Linked DNA regions of Mus musculus: region 2 is linked to region 1. A link is a contact called in public HiChIP or PLAC-seq data. All regions are on one chromosome and are shown on one strand. Each heading gives the region's core, a stretch centred on a gene start, on an enhancer-like site or on the middle of the called end of the contact. The rest is flanking DNA. Distances are from core to core; before and after follow the strand shown. Region 1 overlaps Ccdc57 (coiled-coil domain containing 57). Region 2 holds the start of Slc16a3 (solute carrier family 16 (monocarboxylic acid transporters), member 3).

Region 1 (4,800 bases), core at 678-3,177:
AGCCCACCATCCACCAGAGGTAGTGGAAAAGAAAGGATACAGGGAAAGTGGACCTGTTTAGAAATGATTCTCTGGATTAAGTCCTGTCTGTGTTGTCTGGAAATTGGCAGTTCACTTTATAGGTTAGCAGAGGCAGCTCCATCCATTGAGAAACACCAGTTACAAACAGAAATATCAGGGTAGTAGCAGCAGTGTCACGGCCTAATAGGAACAGACAGGCATCAGCCTTAGCTCAAGTCAGCAGGAGGGACCTGGAGGAATACCAGGAGGAGTTCTCAGGGTTAGGCTGTGACTCTCTCAGGGAAGCGAAGACCAACGAAGACATGAGACCCACAGGCAGTACACAGCTAGTTCTATAAGCAAGCCAAGCTCAGCCTTGGTCATTGTCCGTTGAGTCCTATTTATACTGTCTAAACATGTGTCTTCTACAGGTCTTGTCTCAGCATGTGGGTCTGTCACAGCTGACATCACTCTGTCAATCACCCCAAGTCCACTCAAGGGACAAGAAACTGTGGCACACCACCAGAAGTTTTTTTGTTTTTGTTTTTTGCTGTATTTCTTTCTATTGAGTCCCGATAAATACAGCTCAACTACACAATATAAGACAGACCAATACATGTGTGTCCTTAATAAAAAAAATCTTTCACCACACGTCCTTTCATGTGCTTGCTTTAACAAAACACCTTTTTATCTATGCCTGCTTCAGCCAAACATTCCTTAGTCTTTCACCTGTGTCCACTTCAGCTAAACGTTCCTTCATGTGTGTCCCAACAAAACACCATCCAATTGACAAGTTTCTGCTTCAGAAATCTACCTGTGTCCCGAGTGCTGGGATTACAGCACCTTCATCTTTTGATACATGGTTACTCTATTGTGTCTGGCCTTGAACCATAGACAGCTCTACCCACCCTGCATCCCTAGTGCTGAGATTGAAGGCATGCACCATCATAGCGGGCTGTTTCCTAATGTTAAGGTCTCTCACAGAATCTGGAACATGCTGTCTCAGCTAAACTTGCCAGCATCCCCCAAATCCACCATGACAGGTGCATGTTGCCACACTCGGCCTATGTGGGTGCTGGGATCTGAACTCCAGTCCTTAGCCTTGAGCTGCAAGCACTTTTACCCACAAAGGTATGTCCTCCAGTCCTTACAAGAATTGTTTTGTAGCCAGGGAGTGGCAGTGCATGCCTTTGATCCCAGCACTAGGAAGGCAGAGGTAAGTGGATTTGAGTTCCAGGCCAGCCTGGTCTACAGAGTGAGTTCCAGGACAGATAGTCAGGGTTACACAGGGAAACCCTGTTTCAATCAACAAACAGTTTGGTTTTTGTTCTCAAAGTGAACATTTTGAAGAAAAAAAAAATCATTTTCTAGCTTCCCTAGAAACAGAAGCTCATTAGATCTACAGAGCCAGGGAGGAGCCAGAGTAGGTGTGTCCAGGCCTAGCCCATTAGCCACTTCCTGCCTGTCCTCCCACCCCTCCCCTGTACGAGTGTTCTCCTGGTGAGGCCTGAGGTAAAGGGCTGGCCATTCAAGCTGAGTCTAGGACAGGGAGGCTCTACTGTCAGGCCATCAGACAAGGGTGAGCTGTTCTTTTTCCTTTTTCCTCTGGATCTCCAGATTAGAGAAGCCTGGTAGTACACAGTGTGGTCACTGTTACAGTCAGAATCTCCACAGCGGGTGGGCTATGTAAGCAGGACTTAAGAAATGACCCAGGCTGGTCTGTAATTCATGATGCTCCTCTTTTCTCTGCCTACCACGAGCTGGAATTAGAGTCTTGTGCCATAAGGATGCACTAAAAACAGCCCACAACACTAAAAAACCAACCAAACAAAAAACCTAACTCAAACATTGCACTGTACTGTGTAGCCTTCAGTTTGGTGCAAGAAGTTGACAAAAGTTTGGAGCCTAGTACTGAGCAGGGAGGGGCTGGGCTAGTTCCAACCAGTAGCCACATTCCTTAGGAGTTTCCACGCCCATGACCCTTTGTCCCATGGACAACTTTAGCCCTCCTCCTAAACCCTTTTTTCACCCAGCTGGCCATGATCTGGCCTGGTTTCTACTTGAAAATGGGATCACTGTACCTGGGACTTCATCTTGTATACTTCAAACCAAGAGCTGACCTAGCACTGAAGGGTACCTTCCAGATACTGGCTGCTCAGGACAGTCCCACCTAGAACCCCATCCCTGATCCCTGTGGGCATGGACCTTCTGCCCTGCCTCTGGTCTCCCAGGACCTGTCCCTTTCCTAGTACTCCTTTATCCTCCCCAGTGAGCCTGTTACCCTAAGTCCTCAGTTTCAATTGTCCTCTGTGAAAAGGTCACAAGTTCACATTAAAGCCAACCAGGAACTGTCTACAGCTTCAAAACTGCAGGTTAATGGGCTAGGTGTGGTGGCACACACTTTTTAATCTCAGCACTCTGCAGGCAGAGGCAGGGGGATTTTAGTCAATTCCAGCCTAGACTACACAAAGCGTGGTTCCAGGAAGGTCGGTGCTATTCAGTCACACCCTGCCACACAAAAACAAACATCAACAAAGCAGCCAGGTGAACAACAGCAACAAAACTAGTGACTGAGAATTAAGGTGCTGAGGCAGGAGGATCAAAAGCTCAAAGTCATTTTAAGCTACATAGAGTTTGAAACGAGACAGAGCTACAGGAAACCCTGTTTCAAAAAGCAAAGCAAAGCAAAACAAAACAAAAACCCCATCCTCCTCCCAAAAAAACCAACCTGTAAATTAAGACCAACAATGAAGTATCATTGTCATTTATCAGACTGGGGAAAGGTCTGGGCACTGGAGCAGAGAGCTGCTTGCCGGCAGGCAGCTGCTGGCACAGGGCCGGATTTTTTTTAGAACAGTTTGGTAACACTTCAAACTACCTACACCTTTGACCCAGCTATTTCCCTTCTAGATAATTGTCCAACCATGGCTCCCACAAGGATAGGGACACACATTGCAGCACCACATCTAATATGGACGATGACACACATGAGACCCTGAGACAAGATGAGCATGGTCACGCTGTGGATGACCCCAAAGATCTACCAGCCCACACATACTCTGAAAAGATCTTCAGATACAATAAAAAAGCAAGCTGCTTAGGGCTATTGGAAGGAAAGGGGCAAAAGTGTGTTTAAAGGCACGGTGCACCTGCCCCTGGCAGCTGGGTAGGTGGAAGGCAACTAACCAGGCAGTGGGCGGACTGGAGTCAGCTGTGGGGAGGTTGGTGTTCCAGCTGCCGCCTGCACAGGTTGTTTCCATCTGAGGGAGGCCAGAGGCAACCAGGCTGCCACGGGAGCCCCTTTCTTCCAGGGAGGCGGTCGGTTCTCTGATATATCTGGCCACTTGCATTCCTGGGACAGACAACAGGGAGGCGGGACAATGCTAATTCCTGGAAAAGACATTCAGGGGCACCTATAGCTGCACTCCAAGAAGGGAGATGAGGGCTGTCTGGAAACTGAGCTTTAGAGACAGTTGCTTCTGGATGAGGGGGTCTTCCCCTGGCTGGGACCTGTGAGCTTCAGAGATGTGTCTCCTCAGATGAACAAGGGGAAGAGCTGTTTAAGAGACGACTGGCCTGCGTTGGGAGGCATCAGGAACCCTTCCAGTTTGATCCTTATGATTGCTTTTGGTGCTGAGGGTAACCCAGGGCCTTTGAAATGGCTGGCAAGCCTCTGCCAATGAACTACTCTTTAAGAGAGTGCCCCACTGTGCTGCCCAGACTGGAGAAGAACTCTGCCTCGGAGCTGGAAACAAGTTCTGCTCTGGCTATTTTTTATTAGTGTCTTCTATCTCCAGTGTGTGCACGCGCGCATGTGCGTGTGTGCTGTGTGTGCATGGATGCTTGTGTGCATGTGTGTCTGCTGGCACATGGAGGTATGTCTCTTGTCACTCAGCTAGGCCCAGCCTTGCATCATGTGTCTCAATGCTTAATGTGTGGAAGGCTGCAGCAGGCTGATGTCTCCTCCCAGGCATTTCATTGCTGTGGAACTTGAAAATCCACTTGTTTGGCTTCAAGAGAAAGTCTGTCCATATTTCAGTTAGGGTTACACTAAAGGCCTCTTCACTGGAGAAAACCACTCACCCTGATCAGACTTCATACTCTCATGCAGGAAGTATTTCTAAAGCCTTTTTTTTTCTTTTTCTTTCCCTGAACAGTAATTTGCCTGCCCCAGACTCCAGGGTGCTGGGATTGTCAATGGGCACCACTATCAGGGGCAAGTGTTAGCTGTGGCTTGTGTGTGTGTGTGCACTCGCGCGGCGGTGGTGGTGGTGGTGGTGTGTGTGTGTGTGGGGGGGGGGGGGGATGAATTGGGAACTTCCTGGATATGATGCTAGGGCTCCACCACTGAGCTGTGGTCTAGCCCCAAGCTTTGCAGTGACCCTCTCAGTAATCAGTTTTACTTCCTAAAATTCTTTCTGTCCTCCTGTACCCCCACACTAGTCTTTGGTCTCCACCAATCCTTTATCCTGAACACTAGTTGCTTGGTATTAGGAATTCATTAACCAAGACAAAGCCTCAAGTGTCCCCACCCTTAGGGCCATTCCTGAAGAGATAGAAGGGACGGAGATAAATAGAAAGAGAAAGGCCTGGGGCGAGCTGAAAGCTCAGAGGGGTTTGACCTGCTGCGCTGGCCTGGGGAGGGTTCTGCTGAGGGGAGAAGGCAGGTGCTAGGGAGATGGAGTGGGGCGAGGGATGCCCTTAGGTGTGTGAGGGAGTAGAGTGGGAAAGACTACTGGTGTCTGAGGTGGGTGATGGGCCCCTGGGCTGCCCAGTAACACAGGAAGCAGAAGGATGGGC
Region 2 (4,800 bases), core at 778-3,277, 98 kb after region 1:
CAGCATCTGTGGGAAGGGTCTGGGTATTTGTGACATACCCAGTGGCTGAGGCTGAAGTTTGTCAGCTACCTGTCACAGGTCTCCATCCCTAAGGATCGAAGCCCCCCCCCCCCCACAGTGCCACTTGTAGGCTATGGGGTCCTCACATGTGTTGTTTCTGAAGCACCTTTTGAATAATAGTCAGGCCCTAGGCATGGGTGGAGTCTGAATGACTCTTCATGGAGGGCCATTGGAGAGTAAACACGTGATAGAGCATCTGGCCTTACCAGGCTGGGCATCTTCGTAGGTAAGGACTCAGGATGGTGGACTATGGGAGCCACAGCTAAGGCACATGGTGCCCAACCTCTTCACCACTGCTATCATGGTCAAAAGAATGGGCAGCTGTGACCTTCTGGACTCGGAGGTCACCCTTTCCCATTCTGGCTGTGTTAAGATCTTTGTCTAATGTTGAGTTATTATCAAAATTTCCTAGTTTCGGGGGACCTGGGGTCATTTAGGAGCCACATTAGAAGTGAGATGGACTGGGTACCCTAGGGTAAGTGTCTTGGGCCCTGTCCACCAAAGGCCATACTCCGAGATGCCTCCTCATCTCCTCACCCAAACTGCCCGGTCATTGGTCATTTCCATTGTGTGGCATGGGTTTGAATCGGCACCCCTTGCACCCCTCGGAGGACTGGAAAGAACTCTCCCAGCTCAGAATGGCTCTACTCTCTCCCAATCCTGTTCCTTTCCGGGAAGTCAGCATTTGTAGAGCAGCATGCAAAGCTGCTGTCCTGTCCTCATCTCCCACACTGGGCTGGGAGTGTTAGGATTGCTCTTGTGCTCTGTGTATTCAGATGCCCCAAGAGTTCTGTGCCCCAAGATCAGGTTGCAGTCTGGACATGGGCAGCGTATTGACCAATGTGCTGTGGAGAATGCTCCCCAATAACTTCTGATTGGATAGTAAAAGGCTAAAGCCTGTGACTGGGCAGGAAAGAGAGGAAGGTGGAACTTGAGATGAGTAGGGGTATCTCCAGTAGGTACCAGGAAAAGGAAAAAGGCAGGGGAAGGAAGAGGCCTGCCTTGAGGCAGGATGGTCTGGGAGGATGGACCATGAGCACGTGGCCGAGAGAAAATCGCTGAGGACACTCATGGGGCAGAGCAAACACAGCAAGACTCAGTTGGCAAGTAATGTGGCGTCTATAGTTAGGATGTTATAGCAATCTCAGAACCTGCCCGGTTTAAACTTACAGCTTGTTAATAAAAACACCAGGTTTCTTTGCCCCCCCCCCCGCCCCCCAGGGAGCTATACAGGCTAGAGTGGAGCAGAAATCCCCCCATAAAAATCACTTCTATAGGAGTTGAGGGGCGACAGAGCAGGGCTGTGTCAGTGCCTGTATCTGACTTTGTTGCAGGGCCCCGACCACAGGGGAAAACGGAAGTTCAGGGAGGTTGACAGCCTTGCCCAAGATCCCCGGTCAGTCCAAGGTGCCTGAGTCTTCCTAACTAGGGAAGACAGCTGCCACAGCCACACAATAGCCCAGGCTGAGGCACGAGCAAGGTATGGTGGTTTGGATGGGGCGAAAGTCCGAAGTAGGCAGGCGGCAGGAGCCCTGTGTGCATGAGGTGTGGTGGGGGCGTGTGCCACCCGGCAGAAGGCGCAGGCCAGAAGGCCAGGGTCTGGAGGGCAAAAGGTCCCAGTCTCGGAGATAGCGAGGACATTGCCACTCTCTTGCAGGAATCATGGAAGGAGCCCACAGTCTTGGGAGGGGATAAATGGAGGGTAGAATGGGAAGCAGAGGTGGGTAGTCACGGCCCAAGGGCGCGGAAGAGAACAGTGAGAAGGTCTGCGTTGGGTGGGGCCCGGGCCCCGGGCGCCTATAGAGCGAGTGCCAGCCTGGTCTCCCTGTTAAGTGGAGATGGCATTGTCCGCGCCGTCGGGGAACAGCGGCCAGGGCGCCCCCTCCGGCAGCGGCGCGGGGTCCGGGTGGGGAGGGCAGGGGCGGCGCCAGGCAGCGGTGACGTGCGCGGGGGACGTGCCGCGCGACGGATGAGAGCACTTAAAGTCGCCCCCGGCGCGGCGCCGGGCAGCCAAGGCGGACAGAGGCAGATACAGCGGCTGGCGGTAACAGGTAGGCGCGGCGAGATGCTTGGCGCGCGGAGCGAGGCTGGGACCCTCCCCCCGCCTCCAGTCGCCCAAGGTTTGGGGCCTTCGATCATCAGGCGGGGGATCCAGACCTGGAGCTCCCGGCCCCTGACCCTCTCTCCTCCTGGTTCTCCAGCCCCATTCTTTCTTGACTTGGAGAACCTTCTCACCACTGCGGCTCCACCAAAGGGCCATGAACAGCCAGTTGCGCGCTTGCATCCTGCTTCCCTGCCCTCGTAGACGCCTATCTATCCATCCGGTAGCCCTCGGGGGCTGGGCTTCGTCCAGGAGGGCAGCTGCCCTGGGCGACCAAACGTCCAGAGTATAAATAGCTCGGCCCAAGAGGGTTGGAGCGTGGCCGGACGGCCGGGGAACCTGGGCTATATTTGGTGGGAATGCTACAGCCTCCTTGGAACCCCGAATCTCCAGCGGGCGTCAGCAGGCCGCCCAGTGAGAGAGAGGGACACGTGCGCTTCGGAATGGTGCCACGTTGGGGGAGGTATGCCCTCGGGTCTCTTTCATCTCTTTACATCCACCTTTTCTACCATCTTAAACTCATCAACTCTTACCCAGCCACCACTATTAACCCAAACTAGGCACATGAAAGTGGGGTTTTCCTCCGGAGTGGGCTCTGTTTGCTCTATTCTCATCCGATAGGAAAACCAGGCACGGTCTGTTTTCTTACCTGACAAGTGGGTTGACTAGGCGCCTGCCTGGATGCTGGTCCAGTCAACAGACAGGCTCAAGAAACTGTTAACTCTGGACAGCTGATAGTGCTTGGAATCTGGGTGACAAGCAAGGAGAGGGCAGCAGGGCCCAGGCCGACAGGAACCCTTTCAGGACAACAGGTTGGTCTGAGCGTAACGGCAAGGTTCTCCCCATAACACAGGCTCATTAGCTTTCCCAAAGTTCTTCTGTTGGGAGCAGGTTATCCCCGAGGGCTCCCGGCATCATTGTACAGGCCCAAAGTTGGCTGGTGTCCCGTGGGTGCTGGGTCCGTCCGTGTTGAGGAACGAGGACAGTCCTAAAAGTGTGTGGACTCACTCAGGATGAGCAGTGACTAGTGCACAGCTAGGATGCTGTGCAAAGGATGAGTCTACCCCTTAAGGGGCACTGAGGACACTACCGAGATACATGTGGCCCCTTCTTGGCAAGGACTTTGAATAACCAGTGGTTTGGTTCCAAGATGGACTTGGCCACATCACCAGTGACCTTGGGCAGGGCTTGCTCCCCGTAAAAACGATCTCACTGCTTGGATGCCTAAATTTCGAGGGGCAGCGAGGAGAAAGCACAGTAGGCCTTAGAACCATCAAGAAGTAATGTTGAAGGGGCCAGTGCGTGGGACCCCACAGTATGCCGGTGTTCCGGGACTTTAGGACTCTAATCCTCCAGTGAACTGGTCAGAAAGGGGAGGGCTGGGGAGGCCCAGAAGCAGACACCTTTGGGCCCCATGCGGGACTTTCTGGATGGTGATGCTAAGCAATTAGAGACCTCTGGACCAGGCCTTGGTCCAGCTGGCACTGAGCACTGGCTCAGGGGCAGGTTAGGAATGGAGACCGCCCTAGCGGCAAGAGCAGACTTCTGGCCGTTGTTCCCATCAGTGGAATGGGCCATGAGGGGGTAGATGGATAATGAACTAGCCCATCTCAGCATCCCAGAGGTTCAGTCGCGCGCCCTCGCTCGCCTTCGTGAAGGGCAGAATGAACTGGCCCGCCTTGCAAGCTAATCTACGGGTGAGTCTTAGGTCTCTCAGGGCATTTGGCGCCGTGAGCTGCAAGTACGGTAGAAGCAGAGGACCGCCTACTCCAGGCAATACGGCAGCGGCTCCTCCCTTGGCGCGGTCACGTCCCCCACGTCCCGAGTCCGCTTGGGCGGAGCTTCCTTCCCTAACCCGACCCATTGAACCCCGCCCAGGTCGGCTGGACCACTATCTCCAGTCGGTTGCCGCCCTCTGATCCAAGCCCCACCCCCACTCATACTTCGGCCATCTCCAAACCTGTATCTCCTCTATGCCAGACAGTGATGGGAGTTGGAGGGCGCTTATGACTTCCGAGACTCCCTTTAGCTTTAATCTAGATTCTGGCTTTAGGGAGGAGGGCTGCATGAGAATCGAGGGCTCCGTAAGATGCTCTTGTGGAGGAGTGGACCGTGCAATGTTCAGCAGGGCCTTGGTGGAACTTTGCAAAGAAGGGTCTCCCACAGTAAGCCGGAGCAGGTCCCTAGGGCTGCCCCATTTTGTGACAGCCAAGGTTCCTCACAAGAAGGGGGATCTCAGGGCTGAGGTGGTGTGATGGTTGGTTCTGGGCAACTGTCTATTTTGGCAAACAAGGTCAGTATTTCTATCCCACGGATCCCTGCAAAGTTGATGTGAGCTGACAGGACAAAGCGCAGAGGAGCCAGGCACGCACTGCAGGCCTCCAGCTGCCCACGGTGGCCTCTCCAGAAACCACCCCCCTAGGGACTTTTCCATGGTATACCTTTGCACACGGGTGGGCTCAGAGAGGAGAGGCCCATTGCTACATTTTCCTTTTTTTTTTTTTTTTTTGTACAATGGTAGGGGGGGGGAGGAGGGAACTTGGAAGGGGGCCTTTTAGCAACCGTCTGCCCCTGCCACCCTGAGATACTGGGTGCTGGCCTCAACTGCCTTACTTGTTCTTTGGGGATCTGCAGCGCAA

The links. HiChIP or PLAC-seq counts read pairs in DNA pulled down with a chosen protein or histone mark.
Region 2: a contact with region 1 is called in an H3K27ac HiChIP or PLAC-seq map of embryonic stem cells, with 9 read pairs. The contact joins the promoter of Slc16a3 here to the enhancer-like site in region 1. A contact is called at or near these places in 1 of 484 Hi-C or Micro-C datasets (embryonic stem cells), 8 of 115 datasets of contacts at active chromatin or transcription factors (embryonic stem cells, extraembryonic endoderm stem cells, memory CD8 T cells and 2 more) and 3 of 9 other capture datasets (adipose tissue, liver and pancreatic islet).

The regions. Positions count from the first base shown.
Region 1 is chr11:120,849,369-120,854,168 of GRCm38.p6, forward strand. The region is part of intron 18 of Ccdc57 (coiled-coil domain containing 57); the gene reads right to left. Among named protein-coding and RNA genes, the nearest start is that of Fasn, 27 kb to the left of the region's middle. Within about 2 kb of position 1,928, at least 137 of the 459 cell types and tissues checked have an H3K27ac peak or open chromatin away from gene starts, as enhancers often do. A contact at or near this core is called in adipose tissue, embryonic stem cells, extraembryonic endoderm stem cells and 3 more, where this site is marked.
Region 2 is chr11:120,947,040-120,951,839 of GRCm38.p6, forward strand. Slc16a3 (solute carrier family 16 (monocarboxylic acid transporters), member 3) reads left to right here and starts at 2,028. Exons shown (of 6, transcript NM_001038653.1): 1 at 2,028-2,111.